Regions from separate parts of the Sus scrofa genome. Here regions 1 and 2 are each linked to region 3. A link is a contact called in public Hi-C data. All regions are on one chromosome and are shown on one strand. Each heading gives the region's core, a stretch centred on a gene start, on an enhancer-like site or on the middle of the called end of the contact. The rest is flanking DNA. Distances are from core to core; before and after follow the strand shown. Region 1 holds the start of SLC33A1 (solute carrier family 33 member 1). Region 2 holds the start of C13H3orf33 (protein C3orf33 homolog). Region 3 holds the start of TIPARP (TCDD-inducible poly [ADP-ribose] polymerase).

What was found. Hi-C and Micro-C count contacts between places; a contact is called where the count stands out from the background.
Region 1: a Hi-C map of heart right ventricle shows a contact between it and region 3, with 4 times the contacts expected there. The contact joins the promoter of SLC33A1 here to the promoter of TIPARP in region 3. A contact is called at or near these places in 1 of 5 promoter capture datasets (liver), 1 of 47 Hi-C or Micro-C datasets (heart right ventricle) and 1 of 2 datasets of contacts at active chromatin or transcription factors (alveolar macrophages).
Region 2: a contact with region 3 is called in a Hi-C map of mesenteric adipose tissue, with 1.6 times the contacts expected there. The contact joins the promoter of C13H3orf33 here to the promoter of TIPARP in region 3. A contact is called at or near these places in 3 of 47 Hi-C or Micro-C datasets (embryonic fibroblasts, mesenteric adipose tissue and skeletal muscle) and 1 of 2 datasets of contacts at active chromatin or transcription factors (alveolar macrophages).

What each region holds. Positions count from the first base shown.
Region 1 is chr13:95,721,680-95,726,186 of Sscrofa11.1, forward strand. SLC33A1 (solute carrier family 33 member 1) reads right to left here and starts at 2,478. Exons shown (of 6, transcript NM_001244245.1): 1 at 1,282-2,478. The coding sequence starts at 2,056.
Region 2 is chr13:95,671,451-95,676,015 of Sscrofa11.1, forward strand. It overlaps C13H3orf33 (protein C3orf33 homolog), which reads right to left and starts at 2,432. Exons shown (of 5, transcript XM_003358621.4): 1 at 2,217-2,432; 2 at 1-28. The coding sequence starts at 2,330. It overlaps LOC106505721 (a long non-coding RNA gene), which reads left to right and starts at 2,462. Exons shown (of 3, transcript XR_001300388.2): 1 at 2,462-2,591.
Region 3 is chr13:96,494,650-96,499,384 of Sscrofa11.1, forward strand. It overlaps TIPARP (TCDD-inducible poly [ADP-ribose] polymerase), which reads left to right and starts at 1,737. Exons shown (of 6, transcript XM_005669945.3): 1 at 1,737-2,012.

The sequences.
Region 1 (4,507 bases), core at 1,228-3,727, 770 kb before region 3:
TAGAAAGGGGGTGCCTTTTAGGGTGTAAGAGAGTGGAGTGTATACAATTTCAAGAGATTAAAAAATACATTTGTGAATCCCTCTTTCCTCTCCCTGAATATTATGATATAACCCTTAAATTTCCTTCACCATACAACTATCCCAGACATTTACCCTATTGGGAATCCCCTAGTGCTGGGAAGGTGAAAGAAAGTTCAGCTGTTTTAATTCCAAGAGAGAAACACATAATTCATCATCAGTACCAGAATGGCCAATTCTGCTATAATCTCCATGTTGGTTATTCCTGATATTGGTAATTTCTCAGTTGTTCAGAAGTTTGAAAACACAAACAAACAACAAAAAATCCTTTACAGGGCCATGCATTTTACTCAAGCAGAAAAAAGGGAAATTGTAGAATTCACATCCAATTTCCTACCGGATAAACTTCAAACTCTTACACTAAATAAATAATTTGGTCAACGACCTTTAATTTGGTTACAACCTACTAACTTGGCCACAATCTTTCTTTCAGCACCATTTCCCAAAACCATTCCCCACAAGGACTGCTTCAGGCACTTTGAGCATTTTATATACTGTCCTATATTTTTCTGTACTTTGCTGCTTCATTGCATTTCCAACTGATGTTTTGTGCATTCTGGAACTCTATCTACCTACTTCATGAAATCTTATAATTCAACAAGGGCAAGTGCTGCCTACAATGCAAAGCCTGAATCTCACAAGTTCTTGTGGGCTGGACTTGCCTTTAATCATAGGAGGCCCTTTGAACCCTGTCATTTAGCCTGCTCATTAATGTGTGAATGAATTAACCCTATTCCATCCACCAGAAGGCTGGATGAGGGATCTTGGTCTAAGAGTAGGGGTAGAAATGAACCAGAAGACATGGAGCTAGAAATCTCAATCTAACAAAGAGACAAAAAAAAAACAAACTCTGAAGTCAGGCTAGGTTTATGTCTTCACACTAGTTAGACTTTTAAAAAATGTTCATCTGAGTATTATTAGTCAAGTGCCAAGGGATTCCTAGACTCAAGACTTTTGTTTGCCATTACACAACAATGTATACTGGATGAGTTACCCTTCCAATTCATTTCAGAATACTAATCAATTATGACTGCTCTACTATAATTCTGGTTGAAGCTTATTTTAGTAAAACAGAAACCTTACCTCGGGTCATTTCCCATTAAAATGATTTCCAGTAAATTATTGTTCCTACTAGCACCCACATGTCGAAAGGATTCATAAACGTACAATATACCTAACAGCATAACAGTTTAAATACACTACCTGAAAGAGTGACGATTCCCCTGGGTCGAGGCTGCAACCGCAAATATTTGTTACAAAAGTCGGCAGATTCAAGGGCCAAAAACAAAACATTGCCCAAAAAATAGCCCGCTGTTTGGCCTACTGAATTGCAAGTAGAAGCATAACCCACATTTTCCCGGGATAACATAGTTAACGCCCAACCATCCACAGCGATGTCCTGAGTGGCTGCCAGGAATTCAAACAAAAAGAAAGTCACAGTGAGAGCAACAACATCGGGGCTTCTGCCATCTGTACTCCCGAGCAAGTGGTCCACTTGAGTGGATAGATATATCATGAAGAATCCCAATATGTACTGTGTAGGGACAAGCCAAGATTTGCGACGGCCGAAGTTCCTAAAGTAAACCGCATCAACTAACGGGGCCCAGAGTAATTTGAGACTGAAGGGCCAAAAGACAAAACTGAAGAAAGCCTGATCTGTATAGCTAACATTTTTGCTCTGCAAAATAAGTGGGATGCTTCCTGCCAGGCCCAGTGGAATGCCCTGAAGCACGTAAAGAAAGAGCAAAAGCAAAATGCTGCTTAATTCGGCCCGGCAGCTCCTTGGGGGTTTTGAGAGGTCACTAGCGCCGATATCCCCCAGAAGAGCTTCTTTGTCCCCTTCCCCGCCCACCAACTCCGGATGATCATCATCCCAGGAGCCCGGCGGTAGAGGACCGCTCTTCATATCCAGAGAGTGGTTGAAAGTCCCTGGCCGTCGTTGCCGACTATTGTCCTTGTGGGAGATGGTGGGAGACATATCAGAGACGATGCAGAACCCCGTTTGTGGGAGGCCGGGGCTGAGCGTCTTGGATCCGTCTAGTCCCAGGTCCAAGGCTGTCGCTCTGGACCAGGGTGTCAATGGCTCAGGGAGGGGGACAGGGCGCGGGTTGATAAGGGCACTCCTTACTGCCGTCCGGAGTGCTGAACCCCGGAGCCAGTCCCCTGGCTGGAAGCCCAGGCGATGCCCAGGTATTTTCTCCTTGGAGCGGCGTCAAGGAGCCTGAAGAAGCGCCCCCGGCAGCCGGGCCGGGGTCGAGACTGGAGGAGGGGGCCGTGGTGCTGCGATGGAAACAGGCCTGTAGCTGTAGCGAGAGAAACGGCCAATTCCCCGACCCACCGCCCGCTCTCGCCGCCACCAATGCGACAGACAGCACTTTCTCCACTGGACTCCTGAGATACAAGATAATTTCCTGCCTCGAGCTTCAGGAAGTGGTCCTAGTCTCAAATGCGTCCTGATCCCGCCTCCAGAGCAAGCCAATCAGGACACGATCCAGCGGCCGAGTTCGGAAACAAAGCTTGGTAGGAACCCGAAAGCCCAGCGGCCAGAACCTCACGGGACAATTAACGCGGGCGCACCGTGAGGCCGGGGCGGGGCGCCGCGCGAGGTCTGGCTCCATGAGCGCATGCGGCCGTCTGGAAAGCGTGGGCCTCGGTCATTGGGTCCCAGGGGCCACGTGAGGGCGGGTTCAGGCGGGCGTGTGCCTGCTGCCAAACTTAATACCTTGCAAACTCTGAGTGGCCTCGGTCCTCGTCATTAGGCTGGAGGTGGGCAGTGCCCCAAGTCCAGGCTGGGAATTTTGAGATGTCCCTGCTTTCGTGGGCCAGGGAGAAACAGAGAGAAGGACTGAAGTTTACGAAATTTCCTTATCAGCAAGCAGGGGCGCCTTGGGTCCCCCAAAGAGTAAAAACAGCCCTGGTTAAATGCTGAAGCGTGTACCTTAAGAATGCCTACTTACGGAATGAATGAAATTGCTCGAAAGATTGCTCTGTAGTCCGTTTTTCCAAAGTGATGGAAAAGTGTAGCGGAATTGAGGCCTGGGTAGCTAACTGGGACGTTGGGTAGAGTGAAATTGTAAGACTCCTTCTCTCTCAGTTTTTGACCTACTGTGAAAGGTCTTGTAAGAGCCAAATGTTAGTTCTTTTTCATGTTTACTCACGTATGTTACTGAAATGATCACAGGGAACTTAACCTTGGGTAACCAACAGCATAAGTTGTAATACATAGAAAATACGTTACCTATACAATTTTACATATGATATATATATAAAATATATTATTTTACATTGGATAAGTATTTAGATACTAAAACCAAAAACTTAAAACCTATAATTAAAGTTAAACATTCTCAGCCTCCCACCATTTGAGATGAAACATGTTATTCCTACCTCTTCCAAATACAAATGTTGAAATAACAGTTCATCTCAAAATTATTTAGAAAAAGTGATTCGCTTCCTTAAGATAGACATTGAAGACTGAATACAAAAAGTTACATACTTGTTAAATGTAACCTAGAGTTTGCACAGGAAATCAAACTATATAAACAGTACTTTTCTGAAAACTAACTTTGTGCGATGTTGCAGGGATGGTAGTTCTTAAAGAGAAGTTCCATTTGTGGGCATCAAAGATCTGTGCACTTGATAAGAATTTTGCTATAGGCATAGTAAGTTACAAGTGTATATTTGCTGACCAATGAATTATATAATAGAAAGTTTATTCTTAAGCTAGTTTAATGTAGGAATGTAAGTGGAAATTATTTGTATTGCAAACTAGTTGTACAACATATATCACAAATTCTCAATCACTGCCTCCATCCATTTAAATATTGCAAAATAGCTTTTTGTGTGTGTATGCTCTTTACTTATCCCTGAGATGTTGGTATAGTCATGATTAAATTCTTTTCAATTTTTATATTAGAAAATTTCTCCCATTATTTTTTAAAAGTAGTGTGTATAGGTGAACTGAATCTTTGCTTGTCCAAAAATTGTTATTGCTGACTTGCAACTTGTAGTGTAATCAGATATATTCATCTGACTTTTTTTCTTTTGTAAATAGGTTTTTTTTTTTCTGTCTCATGCTTGTAAGGTTTTTTTCTTGATTTCTAGATGTGCCTTTAAAAAAACATGAATCCTTCCTGGTTATAGTCATTAACTAGGTTACATCTTACTCTAAAACTTAGCACTCTATTTTACTTTTGGCCACACCTATAGAAGTTCCTGGGCTAAGGATTGAACCCCAACCATAGCATTGACAGTGCCCGATCCTTAACCCACTGTACCATTAGGGAACTCTTAAGATCTTATTTTTTACCTAAAGTACACTGAAGGTAAGGGGTGGGTCAGGAAATTCTGATGTAGGATGTGGTACAATCTTGGCTTAATTAAGGTGTAGGTAGCAATGTAATATAATGCCAGATATTACATATAATAA
Region 2 (4,565 bases), core at 1,182-3,681, 820 kb before region 3:
CAGCTATGGCCATAACAGTGCTGATGTTCTTCAGAAAGAGATTTAATGATTAATTCTCACTATTCATTATTCAAATATACTTAAATTATTCAGAAAAAAAAAAATCTTCCCTATAACCAACCGCCCAAATAAGGCATATCTTTCAACTAAAACCCCATTTCTTCCCAAAAAAACTGCCCACCCACCCATTAATCTTCCCCTTTTTCTCCCAATCTAGCATGCACAGGGATTACATACATAATATTGTACTGTTCCCTATTGACGGTATTGTTTTAACCATGGGTTCGCTGAATACATGAATCATTCTAATACTTCTTGTACAAGGGCCACAGGAACTCCCATAACCCTGAGCCTGCAGGGGGAGTTTTAAGGATTTGGTAGAAATTTTTATCACCAAAACCTTCAAGCACCTTGGGAAATTACGTTGGTAAACAGGAAAAAGTTAGCAATGTTTTTATTTTTATTTTTTGGCCATGCCCACGGCATATGGAACTTTCCGGCTAGCGATTGAATCCCAGCCACAGCAGCAACCAGAGCTGCTGCAGTGCCAATGCTGGGTCACTAAATAAATAAATTCATTAATGATACAAATATTTACCTAGTACTTACTAAGTGGTAGGTACTAATCTAAGGACTGAGCTGCACTGGGGAATCAAAATAGACATGGTCCTGGCTTCTGCTGCTTGGCTGCAAGGTATTTGCAAAGCTGACGGTCCTACTCAATTTACCAGCAGAATTCAACAAAGTTAATCATTCTTGGGAGTTCCTGTCATGGCTCAGTGGTTAACGAATCCGACTAGGAACCATGAGGTTGCCGGTTAGATCTCTGGCCTCACTCAGTGGGTTAAGGATCCAGGCATTGAAGTGAGCTGTGGTGTAGGTTGCAGAGGAGGCTCGATCTCAAGTTGCTGTGGCTGTGTCCTAGGCCAGCGGCTACAGCTCCGATTAGACTCCTAGCCTGGGAACCTCCACATGCCGCGGGTGTGGCCCTAGAAAAGACAAACAAACAAACGTTAATCATTCTATCTGAAAACATTCTCTTTACTTGGCTTCTAGGATGCCTGGTATTCCTGATTTTCTTCCTCCTCCCAGTCTGTTCCTCCCTGGTCTTTGCTGACCTCCTCCTTTTCACTCCCCAAACTCTAAATGTTAGGCCCCAAGGGCTCAGTTTTAGGGCTTCTTCAGGAGACTTTCTGACTTGCTCCGAGACATTATCCAAACTTTAAATACTACTTAAGGTTTATGCAGCTCATTCCCAAAGTTATATGTCCAGTTCTAATCTCCCTTCAACACAGGACTCCTATATCCAGTTGCCTGGGACATCTACAGCTACGTTTAGAAGTCTAATGAGGAGTTCCCATCCTGGCGCAGTGGTTAACGAATCCGACTGGGAACCATGAGGTTGTGGGTTCGGCCCCTGCCCTTGCTCAGTGGGTTAACGATCTGGTGTTGCCGTGAGCTGTGGTGTAGGTTGCAGACCCGGCTCGGGTCCGAGTTGCTGTGGCTGTGGTGTAGGCTGGCAGCTTTAGCTCCGATTGGACCCCTAGCCTGGGAACCTCCATATGCGGCCCAAGAAATAGCAAAAAGACAAAAAAAAAAAAAAAAAAAGTCTAATGAATGACCACCTTCAAGTTCACACATCTCCTTTCGGAAGTCTAAATGGCATCTTCAAGTTCACATGTGCAAAAAACCCTCCAGATTTTCCCAACAAATCATTTATCCGAACTCCTCTATATCAGCAATTTCTACCATCATCCACGAACCAGACAGATCCCTTGATTCCTCTCATTTCTTACAATGAAAGAAACCACCACCGGGACCTGGCCGCCTAAGATGTCCCTCTCCCCTTGTTCGATCTCCAGTGGCCTCTCAGTTCACTTTTTAAAGACAATGCTTCTCTCTCCCCAGGCCTACAGGAGGAGCCAGGCGCCCTCCTCTGGTCTCCACCTGGCCTTCCCCAACTGCGCCAATGGCCCCGTTGGGGCCCAGCGGTGGGCAGCGGCTCGCTCTCTGCGGTGTCCCAGAGCCCAGCATAGCCCTGACAGTGATCAGCCAAGCAAGCCCGGCCCAGCAGCGCACACCACGGCCCAGCACCCGCCACCCGGACCAGGCGGCTCTCCGCCCCTCCCCCGCCTGGCGGGTCCGCTACTGCGGCCTCCCAGGCTCGCGCCCCGCTGCCTGCGCCCACAACTGCCCGGCCCGCGAGGCTGCGGTACCCGGACGAGGCGCAGGTGGTCGTCGGCCCACTGGGAGATCCGCGCCACCACGTTGGGCGCCACTCCGTCCCGGTCCGGTGGCTGTGCGGCCGGGTCCGCGGACCGCCCCGCCATGTTCCTGCCTTCGTGGGCGCCCTCGCCACCTCCCAGGCCGGGCAGCAGGGGGCGCCACTCTCCACGGGCGGACAGCGGGATCCGCGCTCCACCCGCTCCAGGGGGCGCAGCGCGAGCAACCGCCGGATCCCCTTTTCCGCAGCCTGTGAGAGGCCCTGGCGCGGGCCTCCCAACCCGGTAGATGCACAGTAACCCCAGCCTTTATGCAGGGCTTTTGTCACAGCGCAGATCTCGCGAGCTGCAGGATTCCGGGCCTTGCTGGTGGGTGATGATTACTTTTGACTCACTTAATTCAGAGCAGTATAGGGTAGCATGGGCTACACAAGAAAGAAAATTTAGCTCATTCCTTCCACCTGCTTTCAAATGTAACAAGATGCTTATGGCTGAATGGTGTTTTCAAGTTGTCACAACTGCTTTGTAAGCCTAATAGCAGAGGCGCTAAAGCTTTGAACTGTTAATTCATTAAATGTAGGGAGCTGACATATTCCAAAAATCAATACATGGATGTTAACTAAACTTATAGTGGTAATCATTTTGCAATACATGTATATATCAAATCATTACCTAGAACTAAGAAATATTGCATGTCAATTATATATCAATAAAAACAAACCAATAGTACATTTTAAAACAGAAATAAGCTGCAGTACAGTGCAAATTATATCTGTGTTAAAAAACAAAACAAAACAAATCCTCTAACAACAGGGTTCCAGTTATGCAGCAGTGGAAAGGAATCCCACTAGTATCCATGAGGTTGTGAGTTCCATCTCTGGCCTAACTCAGTGGGTTAAGGGTCCAGCATTACAGTGAGCTGTGTAGGTCGCAGAGGCCTCGGATCCCGAGTTGCTGTGGCTGTGCTGCAGGACAGCAGCTGTAGCTATGATTTGACCGCTAGCCTGGGAACTTCCATATGCCCAGGTGGGGCCCTAAAAGAAAAAAAGAAAAACACTTCTAACAAGGGAGTTCCCGTTGTGCCTCAGGAGAACCCGACTAGTATTGATCAGGACCAGGACGGGGGTTTGTTCCCTGGACCCCCCCACCCCTCAGTGGGTTAAGGATCCTGCTTGCTTCGACCCCAAGCCTGAGAACTTCCATATGCTTCACACAAAAAACCAAAATGATGTCCCTGGGCAGAGGGGTTGGGTGTAGAAAAGGAAGGGAATTTTACTATCAGCCAGCTCTAATAGAACATTTTACAGTGACAGAAATGTTCCATGTCTTCACTGTCCAATTTCATAGATAAATATGAAATAGTCGCACATGCAGCTATTGTGTGTTTGAGATGTAGCTAATACAGCTGAGGAACTGAATTTTTAATTTTATTAATTTTAATTGATTTAAATAGTCACGGGGGCTAATGGCTATAATATTGGACAGTGCAGGTATACTGTTGGAATTTTTTTTTTTTTTTTTTTTTTTTTGTCTTTTTGCTATTTCTTGGGCCGCTCCCGCGGCATATGGAGTTTTCCCAGGCTAGGGGTCTAATCGGAGCTGTAGCCGCCAGCCTATGCCAGAGCCACAGCAACACGGGATCCAAGCCGCGTCTGCAACCTACACCGCAGCTCACGGCAACACCGGATCGTTAACCCACTGAGCAAGGGCAGGGATCGAACCCACAACCTCATGGTTCCTAGTCGGATTCGTTAACCACTGCTCCACGGGAACTCCCTATTGGAGTTTTTTTTACCTTATGCATATATTGTCTTTAAAAGTTAAATTGAATATTTTGTATTCTTTTTTTTTTTGGTGGTTTTTTTTTTTTTTTTTTTTGGCCACACCTGAGCATGTGGAAGTTCCCAGGCTAGGGATAGAATCTGAGTCACAGCAGTAACAAAGCCAGATCTTTACCCACTAGGCCACCAGGGAACTCCCTGTTGTATTCCTAATAATACATATTATAAGGATTGCCTTCAAGGAATGTATTGTCGCCAGTGGAAAGTAAATACAGCGGCTAACACTTGGATCTTGCTCACTGTGTGCCAGGCACTGTCCTAAATACTTTTCATATTAACTCCTTTGATCTTCATAGCAACTTTATGAGGTAGGCACTATTATTAATCCTAGTTTTAAAGAGGAAGTACTTACAGAGTGATTAAGACAGTAGCCAAGTTCACTCAGGCAAGAAGTGATGAGCGGGGATGTTGTGCTGGGATTCACTCAGCCAGTTGGCTCTGTCTGTGCACTTAACCACACACTGACTCCCACAAAGGCTCAGCTAAATCACACAAATTGCTG
Region 3 (4,735 bases), core at 487-2,986:
GTAAACAGTAAAATGATAGATTTGAAACTCAGATACTTGCTTCTAGGAAATTCCATCTATGAGTAGGCACAGTCCAAGATTTTGCCTCAATACAATTTTTAAAGCCTGGAAATTCTTGCCTTTTAATTAGTGGTCCCTGAATACTGTCCATTTCATTCTCACTTTAGTGTCTAGACCCTGCATTGATGCCACTTAAAATAAGCCTGCTGGGAGGATACTTCCCCTAATATATTGTTTGCTAGTGCATCACCCAGTTTGGTTTAGAACAGTTTAAGAAAGGCTTGGAACAATAATATTTATTACCATCACTTTTTATTTTTTACAGGCTTCCATGTTTGTAGGATAAGAACTGGCTTTTTCAACCCAGAATGGCTCCCAAGTTATGGAATTAAGTCACTTTAGATTTCAGGCCACAGGAAGGGAGTATCTCTTTGGGAGATGTTCCCTTCTCAGACAGCTGTTGGGGATACAGCCGTGATTAATTTTCTTTGATTTTGACAAGGGCTTTCTTTCTCCCTCCCCCCGCCCCGCGCGCCCACGTACAGTAATTAAATGAATTTAACGTGGTACTTCTTCCTCCACCTCTAAAAAACTAATCAATAGGTGGACTCATCATCCAGGGCATTTTAAAATTCAGAAAACATGGCAAAATCACATGCGGTGTATATTTTAGAGGTGAGTACATGGTGCTCTGTAAGCTCCATGAAGACATAGTATCTGGGCTGATCAAGGCTCTCTAAGTGTAGGTAAGCCACCAGAACAGCCCAGGCATGCAATAGGCACTTGAGAAATATTTGCTGAGTGAAGAAACAAGTCACTAAGGTGTTTGCGGGCTTTAAAACACACACATAGGAGTTCCCGTCGTGGCGCAGTGGTTAACGAATCCGACTAGGAACCATGAGGTTGCGGGTTCGGTCCCTGCCCTTGCTCAGTGGGTTAACGATCCGGCGTTGCCGTGAGCTGTGGTGTAGGTTGCAGACACGGCTCGGATCCAGCGTTGCTGTGGCTCTGGCGTAGGCCAGTGGCTACAGCTCTGATTCGACCCCTAGCCTGGGAACCTCCATATGCCGCGGGAGCGGCCCAAAGAAATAGCAAAAAGACAAAAAAAAAAAAAAAAAAAAAAAAAAACACACACATAACCTCTTTTATTGTCAAAACCCCAAAGCTAGGGGTTTGCAATACTAGCGAATATTTCCTGTGAAACTGGAATGCCTGCAACCTGGTCTGGCAAACGCCAGTCCGGGTGTGCAGCGAAGCCTGCCCATCCGGAATAGGGCGGGCGACCCCGTCTGGCCACAGCGGTGGTAACAGCCGATTGCTTCCTCTCCGGGTCTGGGGCAACCGGGGCAGGAGGCCACTGCTGCGGAGGCAAATAAACAAAGCCAGCCTCACAGAAACGGGTTGTTCCGTTTCACATCCTCCTTCGGGCGCCTGGGTTTCTTCCAAACAAAGTGACCCTCCATCTGTCCGCAGGCAGGTGGAGCCCGCCCCACACAGGGCACACCTCCCCTCCTCACAACTGAGCAATTCTACAGGCTGGTAGGCGCAGACCCTTCCGACCCCTCCAGCGGCCAAAGGACACGCCCCCTCCAGAGAGCACGCGCCGCCGCACGCACATACATCTCGGCGCGCCTCCCGAGAGTGAGCGCGCACGCGCACGAGGGGCGGGCCTCCTTCCCGGCACCCACTGAGCTCCCCGTCCTCTCACTCCACCCCACCCCCCTGCTGCTCAGGCTCCGCCCCCGCGACGGGGCTGCTGAGAGGAGGCGACCGGAAGCCACTTTAAAGCAGAGCTCGAGGTGACAGGCGAACGAGCTGGATCGGGAGTGCAGTCGCGGCTTTTTGCGCTCCCGGCCGCGGAATGGCCCGTGCGCCACACACCGTGTCTCCGGCCTGCGACCCCTAGACGCCTGAGCCGGTTCTCCGCACCCACCCCCTGGCGCTGACACTGCCCGCGAGCCTGAGGCGCTGACTCGGCTCCTGTGGTCGGTTCTCTCAGGCTGCCGGTTCAGGTAAAGGGCTCCGGGTGGGCTTTGAGGGGCCGATGATGAGGGACTCTAGCTGGGTTGGTGGGTGCGGAAAGGGACGCCGGCCTCGCTGCCGGCTTTCACCGACCGGGGGTGATTGATGTTTAAACCGTGCCTTTTTGTACCGAATTCAGTCGGATCCCGTCAATATCGGGATGGCATTGGTCTACACTTCTTAGTCACTTCGGGCCTCTGGCAGGTGTATAAATCGAAGTAAGACACCGAAAGGTTTAGTCGGGGGCGCTGGCGGCTCATCATTCCCACTGAATTGTGGCGGCTCGGGGGCGCGTCTGTGTGGGTCGCCCCCATGGGGCAGACCCGGCTCTCTGAGGCGCAGATCGCAGGGGAGGGCACGGCCGCTGAGGGGAGCCTTCCGGCGGACCTGCGTTCCGGCTACAGCCCAGAAGTTTGCAGGCTGTTTTCAGATTAACTTTGAAGTCGTCTCCTTCCTCCCCGCCAGCCCGAGAAGTGCCTGCTGCTGCTGCGTTTCCCCGGCTCTTCTCGGGTCGGTCCTCGGAGCCCACAGGACGATCTTTTCAGGAAGGTTGTTCCGGGAGGGAAAGAGATTCACTGTGGAAGGCGGCGCAAGTGGCTTCTAGAAGGGAGGGCAGCAGGGGCAGGGGTCGCTCGTTGGGTGGGAGGAAGCTAGCCCGAGGGTTTGCGGGGCGCCGAGGGACAGGTGGGAGCTGGATGCTTGGAACACCCGGAATTGGCCGCGGTGCGGGGAGTTGCTGCGATCCGGGGCGCGGAGCTGCGCAAACGGTCGCAGCCAGCAGGAGGCGTCGCTCGGACCCAGGCTCGGATCCGGGCTTTGCTCTACGCCCGGCGGAGTCTTGAGTTTGGTGCAGGCGGTTTCCCAGGACCGTGCGAGGGGCCGGGAGTGCCCAAGAACTGAGGGCATCACGAGGTGAAGGGTGGAGCAGTGGGGCGCCTACGGCAGGAACTGGAGGAAGTGTCCTTCCAATCTTTATTTTTCTGTTATGCAAACTAATTGAGGAACTAGGTTCTAGTGACTTCCCCACTCCAGCCACTCCTCCACTTCTCTGCCCCTTCCGTGGTTTTATTTCCGAGTTTGACAGAGGGCAAAGATAGGAAAGTTGTAGCGTGTGTGTTTGCACCCGTACAAATGAACTGGGTCTCTGTTTTGCCTTGATTGGGTGTGATAGGAGTGGTTATTGTGTGTGTGTGTGTGTGTGTGCGTGCGTGCGTGCGTGGGGGAAGGCACAGGCCGGTTTGGTGTGGTGGAGAGGGAATACCACAATCTGTGCCAATTGTGCCTTGAGGCAAGAGCACCAAATGATGAATAATACCGCCTGGCTTGGCTGCTTTCCAGTTGATTTTATGTCTTATGTCAAGTCCCTCCTTCCTGAAGCTTTCCCTAACAATGCCAGCTCACACTAAACTCTCCTTTTCTACCTTTTCTTTTGTACTTAGCATGTACACTGAAACCTCGTCATATACTGTTTTCAGTTTTTCTCAGTTTGAGCATTATGCAGTTATTACACATGTAGATTTATGAATTTCTCCAGTTAGGTCTTTCATATTAATTTTTCTGGGGACTCGGTTTTCTCGTTTTGTTGCCATTGTTGACCCATAAAGGCTCACAGAACTAAACAATTAATAGGTGCTTTTTCTTCAATAATTCAGCCCCCCCCCCCCAGAAATGGAGCATCTACTGTGTGCATTGTGCCAGGCACAGTACTGGGTACCTGCGATGCATTCTTGATGAAGTCATGAGCCCTTGCATCAAAGATTTCTTTCAGTCTATTGGACAAGAGAGAAGAGGATTAATTGCTTTTCCCTACCCATTTTCCACCTGGCACAATGCTAAGTAAATATTTTCAGAATCAGTTAATGAAAGCTAGATTGTAGAAGAGACACCGTTTGTCATTTTACAAAGTTTTCTTTACTTTTTACTTTAAATTCTAGTGTTGTTTTCCCCCAGCCCCAGGAATCTGATTATTGAAGAAAGCATTTTTTTTAGTCTGAGTAGTTCATTAGGAATCTGAAATTTGGTGTGTTTTGTTTTCTTGTGTTATTTTTCTATAATATGCCTTTGTCTTTTCTTTTAAAAAAATGCATATATGTAACTTCTGAAGACCAGGAGGCCCCTTTCTGTATTAGGAAGTTGTATTTGGTTTCTAAAACACTGTGTGGTGGTTGTTGCTGATATAGCTTCTGTTGCTAAACAAGCCTTGGTATTCTTCCTCCAGTAGCAGTGATGTTTTGGGTATTGCAAAAGTAGAACCTTATCATTGTTGCGGAATGTATTGGAACTTTCTGAATCTAGAAATGCTTCACCAGGCTCCTGGCTTTCTCCCATGTAACATTTCAATTGAGAGCCCCTGTTTCCTAAGTATATATCCTCACACCTCAAATTCACTCATAAATAACTTTGAAGTTTTTCCTGCATTTGAAGAACTTTAAAAAAAAAAAAAAAGGAATACTTTTTGTTTCTTCAGGAGTTAGGCGACACAAACAACTACGAAGAGAACCACACAGCAGTGGAGATGTGGTTTCCCTGCTATCATCAGATATGCTTATTTCTATCCCTCATTTCCCACCCTGCCCTAGACTTACTGTAAAAATTCATATCCCAGTAGAATCACACATCATTGATATTAAGTCCACAAGTAAAAGTCAAGAGCCTACTGGAAGAGGCTCTTGCTTTTGCCTTTACCTGTGTGGGCTTTTGAATAACCTTGGCT